Regions from separate parts of the Mus musculus genome. Here all the other regions are linked to region 2. Evidence: chromatin contacts called from public HiChIP or PLAC-seq and Micro-C data. All regions are on one chromosome and are shown on one strand. The core of a region is the stretch at or near the end of the contact, and the rest is flanking DNA. Distances in the headings are between cores, read along the strand shown.

Evidence for each region. A called contact is a pair of places that touch in the nucleus more often than the background predicts. HiChIP or PLAC-seq counts read pairs in DNA pulled down with a chosen protein or histone mark.
Region 1: an H3K4me3 HiChIP or PLAC-seq map of the SCID.adh cell line shows a contact between it and region 2, with 13 read pairs. The contact joins the enhancer-like site here to the promoter of Fzd4 in region 2. A contact is called at or near these places in 3 of 39 promoter capture datasets (the 3T3-L1 cell line, liver and neutrophils), 2 of 15 datasets of contacts at CTCF or cohesin (CD8 T cells and the NIH/3T3 cell line), 3 of 484 Hi-C or Micro-C datasets (LSK cells, myeloid progenitors and nephron progenitors), 20 of 115 datasets of contacts at active chromatin or transcription factors (the SCID.adh cell line, bone marrow-derived macrophages, cardiomyocytes and 12 more) and 4 of 9 other capture datasets (adipose tissue, embryonic stem cells, liver and 1 more).
Region 3: a Micro-C map of muscle stem cells shows a contact between it and region 2, with 4 times the contacts expected there. The contact joins the enhancer-like site here to the promoter of Fzd4 in region 2. A contact is called at or near these places in 9 of 39 promoter capture datasets (the 3T3-L1 cell line, cancer-associated fibroblasts, cranial neural crest and 5 more), 1 of 15 datasets of contacts at CTCF or cohesin (pro-B cells), 77 of 484 Hi-C or Micro-C datasets (the AML12 cell line, B cells, B-cell progenitors and 45 more), 31 of 115 datasets of contacts at active chromatin or transcription factors (the NIH/3T3 cell line, the SCID.adh cell line, SST interneurons and 23 more) and 3 of 9 other capture datasets (adipose tissue, liver and pancreatic islet).

Annotation. Positions count from the first base shown.
Region 1 is chr7:89,231,153-89,234,282 of GRCm38.p6, reverse strand. The region is part of intron 5 of Tmem135 (transmembrane protein 135); the gene reads left to right. Among named protein-coding and RNA genes, the nearest start is that of Tmem135, 110 kb to the left of the region's middle. Within about 2 kb of position 1,577, at least 11 of the 459 cell types and tissues checked have an H3K27ac peak or open chromatin away from gene starts, as enhancers often do. A contact at or near this core is called in the SCID.adh cell line, memory CD8 T cells and neural progenitor cells, where this site is marked.
Region 2 is chr7:89,402,607-89,406,076 of GRCm38.p6, reverse strand. It overlaps Fzd4 (frizzled class receptor 4), which reads right to left and starts at 1,711. Exons shown (of 2, transcript NM_008055.4): 1 at 1,106-1,711. The coding sequence starts at 1,390. It also overlaps a transcript of Tmem135 not described here.
Region 3 is chr7:89,182,633-89,186,078 of GRCm38.p6, reverse strand. All of the region lies in intron 6 of Tmem135 (transmembrane protein 135), which reads left to right. Among named protein-coding and RNA genes, the nearest start is that of Tmem135, 150 kb to the left of the region's middle. Within about 2 kb of position 2,073, at least 6 of the 459 cell types and tissues checked have an H3K27ac peak or open chromatin away from gene starts, as enhancers often do. A contact at or near this core is called in muscle stem cells, where this site is marked.

The DNA.
Region 1 (3,130 bases), core at 328-2,827, 170 kb after region 2:
AAGAGGTGCCCTTAATTTCAGGCAGAAAATTACACAGCTTTCTCATGACTTAGAAGCAAATGAGATCAAAGCTCATGGGAAAGATCGTTTAGGTGGCTTGAATTGAAGACACAGTGTTAAAAATGCTTGGCTCACTGACATTGTGCAAGCTTTCGTATAGTAGCTGGAAGTTAGATTACGGTGGATTGGGGAGATCATGAGTTGGGCGGGTGAGTAGACATCGTGAAGCCTCTTTTTAGGGAGGCAACTTCCGGAAGAGCATAAAAGATAGATAGCAAGAGGAGAAGTGCAGGAGTTAAAATCAAACATAAAGCCCCCAATGTAAATAATGTTCCTTTTCTTTGCATATACACATGTTATACCAACCATTACTGAATACAAGTTAGCTAAATATGTGTGTGTGTGTGTGTGTTTATGTGTAATGGTACTTCTAATGTAATTTATAGGGATTATAAGATCATCAAGTGAAGCCCATGGAAAGAGCAATCCCAGTCAGTCTTGAGAACCTTGCTATTGATAAGGACAAGTAGGACTTTGTCTGCACCCACAGTTTTTCATGTCAAGCCACTTGAGCACTGTCTCCCCACTCCTTTTTTTGAAATGATAAATTGGCATAGTGTGTGAATTTGGTGATTTGAGTTAAGTGTTAGTTTCCCCATATGTAATGGAGTGTTCTCATAGTAAAACTGTTATTTTTCAATGTTTATGTATTAAATTTCTTGTTCATAGTGAATCTATAGGAAGATGAAATGTGATGAAAACAACTTTTTAAATGCCTCGTGTAATCTTGTGATAAGTTTTTAAAATGGATTTACTAATCACAAAAATAGAAATTACCTTCATTGAAAGTATATAATTTAATGATTTAATTTTTAATTTTCTGAAATTAATTAATTTTAATTTTATTAATTTTCTGAAATTCTCATATATATGTATACACACATACACACACACACACACACACACACACACACACACACACACACACACAATGTATTTCAGTCATAGCCCCCTAAAATTTCTTCTAACCTCTAACAGATTTACTTGCTACCTCCCCACCCCTTCTCAACTTTCTGCCCTCTTTATTTTATAGCTCACTGTGTCCAATTTGAGTTATTCATATACTCATGGGTAGGGGGCTATCCAGTGGGACTGTGGTCAATGTAACAGGGACCATACCCTTAAAGAAAGCTGACTTTGCCTGTCCCAAAGCCATCAGCTCATTAGCTCCCCAGTTGGGGTAGAGGTCTGTGTGTCCTTCCTACTCCATGCTAGAATGGTAGCTGTCATCTTGTGCCTCGCAAGCTGTGCTGAGTTTAGGCATGCTGCCATTATGTCCAGAAGGCACTGTTTTACAGTGATCCTCCTTGGCTTCTGGCTCATAGTCTTTCAATCTTCCCTTGCTCTCTGGTCCCTGAGCCTTGGAGGTGGGTAGAGTGATATAGGTGTCCCATTTGTGGCTGAGCACTGTGTGGACACTGTAGTAGATGAAAATGGCCCCATAAGCTCATGGGGAATGGTGTTGTAGGAGGTGTGGCTTTGCTGCAGTAGGTTGGATTTGTTGGAGGATGTGGGTTACTGAAGGTAGGCTTTGAAGTCTCAGATGCTCAAGATAGGCCCAGTTTGGCATTCTCTTGCTACCTGTGGATTAAGACGTAGATATATCATTCCCTTCGTCAGTACCATGTCTGCCTATTTGCTTCCATACATCCCTCATGATGATAATGGACTAAACCTCTGAAATGAAACCAGTGCCAATTAAATGTTTTTCTTCATAAGGGTTGCCATGAAGTCTTCTTCACAGGAATAGAAACTCCAACAAAGACAGAAGTTTGTGCCAGGGACTTAGGGAACTCTGTGATATGCTGGACCATATTTTTGTTTGAGGAAATAAGGATTTTGGGACTTTGGATTACAAAACCAATTGAATGCTTTAAGCAGGGCTTCATGGCCCCTTGGGAGCAAGGAAGATGGTGCTGAGGGTGCTTTGAACTTCTGTGAGGTCTAACTTCAGGAGAGGTTTGATGGGAGAAGAATTTTGGTATGTGGCATAGAGACTATTCTTACAATATTTTTGTGAAGAATGTGGCTGCCTTTTGCCATTATCCAGAAAATCTGCCTGAGGCTAAATTGATGAATTATAGATTAACAGCTTTAGCAGAGGACATTTCAAAATAACCCAGCATTGGCTATGTTGGGTAGTTATTAGTGTTTACCCTTATGATGACCTATAATGAAAAGGAGCAAATTGAGCAAGAAAAAAAACAAAATGTGCAGTTCAAGGAGAAATGGGGCACCAGGAAGTGGAGTGGAGCTATATCTTGTGTACAAGGGGATAAACAGATTAAAGAAAAACTTAATGTTAGATGGAATAAAGGGCATGGTGACCGCTGGGCAAAACCACACCCTGCTAAGCTTCCAACTTGTGAAAAGAATGAAAGAAGAGCTTAGGGATGGATGTGGTGATGCACACCTTTGATCCCAGCAATCTGAAGGTAGAGTTGGAGGCCTGCCTGGTCTACAGGCAGTGAAGGAAACCCTGGAGAACAGAAAGCTGGTGACGATGCAATTGAATAAGGGGGTCATGTTCCAGTCCCAGCAAGCAGCAGAACTTGGCAGCTTCGGTCAAGTGGTTCTGGCTTTGGAGACAAGGATAGAAGAAAGGGGTTAAAGAATCTCCCTGCATGACTAAGGAAAGCCGCCAAGGCCAGGCATGCATGTGTCAGGAGTGTCCTTTGTAGAGGTCTAGAGAGGCCATTGTGTGAAGCTGTGAAGTTAAAGCCTAGATTTCCTTGGAGATCTTAAGATGGTGGAGATGTCAGAGCCATGGGATGCTTGCCAAGGAAAGCTGCTAACAGGGAGTAGAAACAACCCAAGAGAAAGATGTGTATTGCAGTCAACAAAGCTGAAAGGAATTGAAAGAGACTTTTGCATTAGACTTGGAGATGCAGAATTTGGAGTTTGTGCAACTGTTTTGGTATTGCTTTGGCCCAGAATTTTCTCAATATGTTCTTTTCTCCCTTTTGAAATGGTAATGTTTGGCAGTGTATGTGCTGTGCCATTACATGTTGGAAATATGTGATCTACTTTTTCATTTTGATTTTTCAGAGGTTGCATGAATCTCAGAAGA
Region 2 (3,470 bases), core at 462-2,961:
TGGAAGCCCTGAAACCTCTACAGGGATATTTCTCCAGCAACAGGTCTAATCCCAACCATCTTCCCCAAACCACAACTCAGCTTTTACAGCGACCGATGTAAAAACCCAAGCCTGTAAATAAACCGTATGTCTGTTTCTTATCTCGCTACAGCCAGAACTATAGATTTCTTAAGGTTTCAACCTGGACAACTCTAACCTCCATTTTTTTTTCTTTTTTATTAATAAAAGCCACTCAGCCTCACCAACCAAAACATGGAGAGTGTTAAGTTTTTAAAACTTCATTCCAATCTACTTTCCATTGAAGTTAGCTGTATAAGAGAAATTATAACTATGTTATATATGCAAATTACTTTTCACTTATTATTGTAGGAAGAACTTCTATATCATTACACATTACCAAAGTTTTAACATCTTAATGACTGTTAAGAAAAGGAGGGAAAAAAAGAAAAGGAAAAAAGAAGTTTTCAAATATGCACACTACCTTCCTGGAGCCTTTTCAGTCCTTCCAAAAATTAAACCTGCCTCCAACGTTAAGGACAAGAAAGAACTCGGGCCAACCTAACCACTCTTTCCTGTATGACCTCTAAAAAGTGCAGGACGACGGCGGGGCATTCTGCAGAAAACAGACAGCGATGTTTTATTTGGTAACCTACACCCAAAAATACAGGCAAAAGGGAGGTCGATGAGCGACCTGGAAGGGCGAAGTTCTGTCTCCTTATCACTCCTTCCAAGATTTAGGTGCAACCCGCTGCCCTGCCAGGACTCGCCCACCAAGCAGCGGCTGCCGGAATCCTTGGCAAAGATAGCCCTCAACTCCACTGGGGTTAGGGGCTTGGCCAGACATGGGCAGGGGAGAAAAACGGAAGGGCGGGGTGTAAGAATAGGTTCTTTCGCGGGCCAGATGACTTACACAACGTTTTGGCTTCCAGTCTCCAAGAGGGACAGAAAAGTGGGGGGTGGGGTGCGGGTTGGAAATCACTTTCTCAGGAGTTGTACCCTCAAGTTAGGAAGGGACCAGGAGGCTCGATCTGTCAGGGATTCCAAGGAAGGAGTTTGGGAGTCTCTGTCTACCGAGTCCTCCGGGGATGGGGGTAGGGGCACCCACCTGCAGCTGGCTGGAGCAGCCGTACTGGATGAGCGGCGTGAAAGTTGTCAGCTGCAGCTCGGCGTCTGTCTGCAGCTCGTGTCCCACTAAGTTGGGCATCTTGGTCACGTTGTAGCCGAGGTTCTGGCACATGGCGATGCGGATGGGGTCGCAGCGCCGCTCCTCCTCGTCCCCGAACCCCAGTGTCGGCCGCAGGAGCAGGAGGAACTGCAGCAGCAGCCCCAGCCTGAGCCCGACGCCTCCAGGCGCCCCCCGGCTGCTCGGCCCTGTGCCCGGCCAGGCCATGGCCAGAGCTGCGGGCAGCAGCGGCAGAGGCTGATCTAGCAGACACCCCCAGTTTGCACAGGGGCGCCGGTGGCCGCGCTGCTCCCAACTCCGGATAGGGAATGCGGTAAGGCGCCAAGGGCGACAAGGGGGCAGCAGTCGCCTCTCCAGCAGTTGTACGAGAATGTGCGGGATATCAGACGTCCGGAGCCCGGGCCGAGGGATGGACTGCTAGGGTCATGGCTGCAGGCGGCGATCCCAGAACTCGGCGCCGGCCGAGTCCGGCTTTTCGGCGAAGCCCGCCTGCACTCTACGCCGCGCTGTTCTCACCGCCCCAGCGCTCTGTGGCGCTGGAGGTTCGCAGGGCGGGGGCGGGGCGGGACGGACAACGCGACTGTCCAATGAAAGCCCCCCCTGGTCAGAGGGGGCGGGAAGGGGCGGGGCTCCTCTCCTGCTGTAAGGGTCAGGCCCCCGCCCGCGGCTTGATCCTCTCTCCCTTGCTCGCTCCAGAGGCGCCCCGCCCCGCTTGGCTTCCCGGCGCTCGGCGTCCTCCCACCCGGATCCATTGCACGCTGTGGCCAGGCGGCGATGGAGCCCCGTGGCTCCTGCCCAGCCAACCTGCTCTTCTCTTTCAGGTGAGACGTGCTCCCACATCTATGCCCCTTTCACGTCCTTCCCCTTACAGCTGTCACCTCCGGCCCCGTGGCCACCTCTGTATCAAGCAAAATAATGAACACAAAGAACACGGTATTTGGGGTTTACACAGATTGTGGCTTTAAATCCTGGCTGTGTGACCTTGAGCAAATTGCCCAACCTCTCCGCGTCAGGTTCCTCATCCGTAAAGTGACTTGGGAGGATTAGCGATAAAGCCTGAAAGGCTTAGAGCTGGTGCCTGGTACAGTTCGCAGAAAATTTCACCTCTAGCCAGTGGGGCTGGCGCCCGCCCCCCGGCCCCGCCCCGCACTCGGCGCGACCTGCGCCGGGAGCAGCCGGTCTGCAGTCGCCGTGGGGGAGGCGCTCCGGAGCAACAGAGCAGCCGATGGGCTCGCGCTCCGATTTCCTCACCGTACGAAATGAAATTCCACAGGGGGATTCGAAAGGAAATGAGGCCGGGACGCTCCGTGCTTCTCGGCCCGCCGCCCTTCCTGTCTCGGGGACACGGTTTCTAAATAAGGTTGGGAGGGTAAGAGCGCGGGAGGGAAGAGGCTTGACCTGTGCACTCGAAGCGAGGAAGGCGCACAAGCCCCAAGGACGCCCCTTCCCAGACCCGGGACACCCTTCCCCTGCATCCTGCACTTTTTTCGTTCCCATTCTTGCTCTCCGTGGCACTCTGGGGGTCGGCAGATGTTCCCACCCGTGTTCCAATCCAGCTTCTCTCTTCTTCACCCACAAAGAAAGGACTCTGTATTGGGTCCACCCTCTCTCTGCTTCCCATTTGGCCAGTGGAACTCTCAGCAGGTGATTTCCCAAACCATGTACTTGTTACTTGCTGAGACTAAAAGGAGCCTCCAACTGGCCACGCAGTAGGCCAGTTTCTGAGTGAAGTCCATCCATGCTCTCCTGTCACATAGCGGTTCTCAGTACCGGAGTAGTGTAGATCATCTAGCACAGTGACCGATGAATAATGCTCTATAATAACTCGGCTGCCACTTTTTGTTTATATCTGGGACAGATCGTGAAATGTAGATCGTAAGACTACCCCTTGCTTATCAGTCTCGTGCTAAATTCTGAGGATACTGGTAATAAGTAAAGGGATTCCTCCCCTCTCCTTCAGTTCTGTTTGCCTAAGCCCCTGCCTGTGTTTTTCTGAGTTCTTTGTGCCTTCCCATTTCAGTTGGTCTTCTGGCACACAGCTGAGGTAAGGTATAAATTGGAAGGATACATGCACTCAAATTTTATAGCTTTAGCTTTCTTATTCTTGACTGGCCCTGGTTGAGGGTAAAGAATGGAATCGGCTGTTTTGTGTATTTGCCTCTGTGCTTGGAACTGGCATATAGAAGCTCCATCTTCTCCAGTCACTGTCATAATCTGGTAAAGAATGTTTTGGCCCTTTAAGTAGACTGGGGAACTGAGGCTAAACCAAAGCAATAGTTAGCAATGA
Region 3 (3,446 bases), core at 824-3,323, 220 kb after region 2:
AGACATTTGAGCCCGTTGCCTGTATTTGAATCAAACTTACTTGGGGATCTTGGGTAAGTTACTTATGTTACCATTGTGTCATCTCTTCAGTGTGTTTAAAGTAAGTTATTCTTAGAGCCTTTAGTTATAGCTGGAATTGAATGACCATTTCCCTAATGAGTAGTAATCACTCAATAAAGGTAAATTCTTATTGTAATTGTTATCTAATTTAAATAGTTTTTGAAATTCAGTCTATTCTATGAGTTATTTAATCTCATGTAGCCTGTCTTAATTTATAACATGACCATAGTTCCCATTTTGCTGATATGTTGATTACCACCCACACAAGGCTTTCAGTAGGTGGTGGATCAAATTCAGTTTTCTCTTTTCCTGTTTAGCAGCATGATCAGCATGTTCATATTTGTATATATAAACTCTGCATATTTAATATCATAGAAGTACTGTATTCCACTGAGTGATTCCTGTAAATAAATTCAGTCAATATGTTGTCTGTCCCATGTTAATCTGGTAATCCAGTCACTGACAAAATGTATTTTTAGATAAATCCTATTTCTCTATAGTGTTGCATTTGAAGACATGGTGCTTCCTCGTCTACATTGTTGCCACCTCAGATTAGAGGCAGCAGTTAGCTGAAATTGCAGCAGAGATTAAAGAAATCACAGAATTTTATTCATAATATAGGTAAAAACAGTCAAGACGCACTATTGAATTCTCTCTCTAAATGATGAAATTTCTACATTTCAAAACACACAGTTGAGGCATGGGTGATGACTTAAACACCTGTCAGTGTGAAAGCCAGGGGGTCTCAGTGGCGAGTGCTAGGCTGATGGGAGACCCCACCTCTAAAACACAGGGGTGACAGCTCCTAAGGTTGACAGTGCCTGAGGGTTGACTTCTTGATGCACTAGCACACACACGAGTACAAACATGCACACATGCACACGATAAGATACTGTACTATGTATGAGACCATATGACATCAAAACTTAAGGTTCCTAAATAAGTCTGCTTTGATAAGCATACCTGGAAAACTAGAAGATTCTAGTTGTATGTAAGCACATTCCTGTAAGGCAGAAAGAACACCATGAGTTCAGGGCTAATTTGAGCTAACAGTGAGTTGAAGGCTTGCCTGGAGTACAGTATGAGACCTTGTCTCAAAGACAAATTGCCGTTGCTAATATGTTATTTTAATGCCACATTAAACATCAGCATTAGGCACAATAAACAGAAATATGGATGACATAACTATTTACCACCATCCTCTTTTAAGATATTTATAAAGGGAACATGTTTATTCACAGTAGGAAGTGAGCTGCTTGCTTCATAAAGCAGTCACTTGTGTTTAGATTAGAACTTTTAAAATTGTAAATTTTACCACACATGAGAAGTGCTCTGTGGTATGCGCTCCTGATTTCTGTTAATAAATAATGTCTTACAATGCTGAAGAAAGGAAAATACTCATATTTTCTTATTTTTCATATAATTAGAATACTTTTAATGAATCAGCATAAATGCTTTTTTCTTATTAAAATGTTATTTTTTAAAAAAATATTTATTTTCTTCTAGCATTGGATTTTATTTATTTAGATTTAAATAAGTATATTTGTTTCTGGTTGTACAATGTGTAGATTTCAAGTCAAACTCAACATCATCTTCCACAATACTAACAATGTAAGTATTCACTATCCCGCCTGTTCTGGTAAAATAAGCGCAACAGTTGTAAGATGGTAAAGTTTGTTGGAATTCTTGAATTAACAAAATTGCAGGATTATTAAATGTGCAAGATTAAAATTCCTGTTACTTAGATATTGTGGAATAAAAAATATGATTTACTTGTACAGAAAAGTATTTTGGCATCGCAGTTACTGATTAGAACTGGATGCCTTGGATATGTGCAAGCATCTGTGTCCATATGTACTTCCTGGGAAACAGCCAGGCATCTAAAATAGTTCCTGCTAGTTCACTTACTTTCCACCGAGAAAGAATTTCACACTGAGGTCAGCTCTGGAAGGGAGAAATTAGAGCAGAACAAAGAATATTTAATCATCATTTTACAACTCAGTAGTGAGAAATCTAGCCGGGAGCCAAGACTTTCCTTCCTACACACTGCCCTTGATGCACTTAGCGTCTCATACTCTGGTGGTATGTCTGTTAAAATACTTGAAAATACTGTCTACCAAATTTATTAAGCAGGTATGGAGAAATATCCTGAGTCAGGCCAAGCTCCTGTTATCCATGAGGAATCTGGACTTTACTTTCATTCAGTGAGAGTAAGTTGGGTGCTTTGAGAACCGTCTTACCATACGACACTGGGACAGAGTACTTTCTTCCCCTTTTGCACTGAGTCTGTTAGACGAACAAATTTTAATAGGAGTCTTAAGACCTCCAGAAAATAATTGGTATCTTTGATAAGATCGATAAATATTCTTTCAGACACATTTAAACATCAGTGGCCATTGTGACATAGTATTTAAAGAAACCGAGAGGCATAGTCAATCTAGAAGAAGGATTAGATGGCTTCTATCCTGTTCCAAATCCTCAGAGAGAAAAAGTGACACCATGGCATTCCTCCTTCCGTCTCATCCATTAGGCTTGTTATTAGCCAGTGTGCAGAAACTAACAGAGACAGTCATAACACTCAGTTTATTTCCCACTGGGTACCTTCAGTTTATTTAGATGTTCTGTAAGATGCCAGTAAAGACATTTATCTTTTCATGAATTTAATGAGTAGAAGAGTCCTCAACTGTGAATTGAAAACGTGGACCTTTTGATGAAAGATTGGATTGAAAATGGTTCTGTTTTTTAACAGACTGAATATTTTCATGACTCAGAATAATAAAATGGAAATATATACTTTGAGGATAAGCCAATTTATATATTGTTGGACATAACACAGACCACCCAGGCCTGGACCCTACTGTTTACAGTTACGGATCTTAAAGTCCATATGCTCTAGATGAGTCAGATCTATCTCTGTTCCAAGTAGAAAGTTTTCTGTCTGCAAAGGGCAATGATTTCACCTTCCCCACCCTCGTTCCTTACCCCAGCTAGTAAAATTCTGTCGAGCAGATTATTTCTGCAAGCAAAGGGGCTTATTTGCAGCTCAGTAATGATAACACTGCTGGGCTTTTCTCGAAGGACAGATGTTTAATATAGTTGGAAAACACTGGAGTTATACTTGCCTTCAAGGCAGTTTTGATATGTGTGTGTGTGTGTGTGTGTGTGTGTGTATGTGTGTGTACATACATACATATATATATACATATATATATATGCACATATTATTGTAAAATTTGAGGTCTAGTGTGAAGCTACATATGTGTGTATATGTGTGTGTGTGTGTATGCACACATATTTGTAAAATTTGAGGTCTAGTGTGAAGCTTCATTTTCCTTTATCCTTGTTTACAAAATTTTAGATTTTATTTTTATTTTTCAAACTTTTAT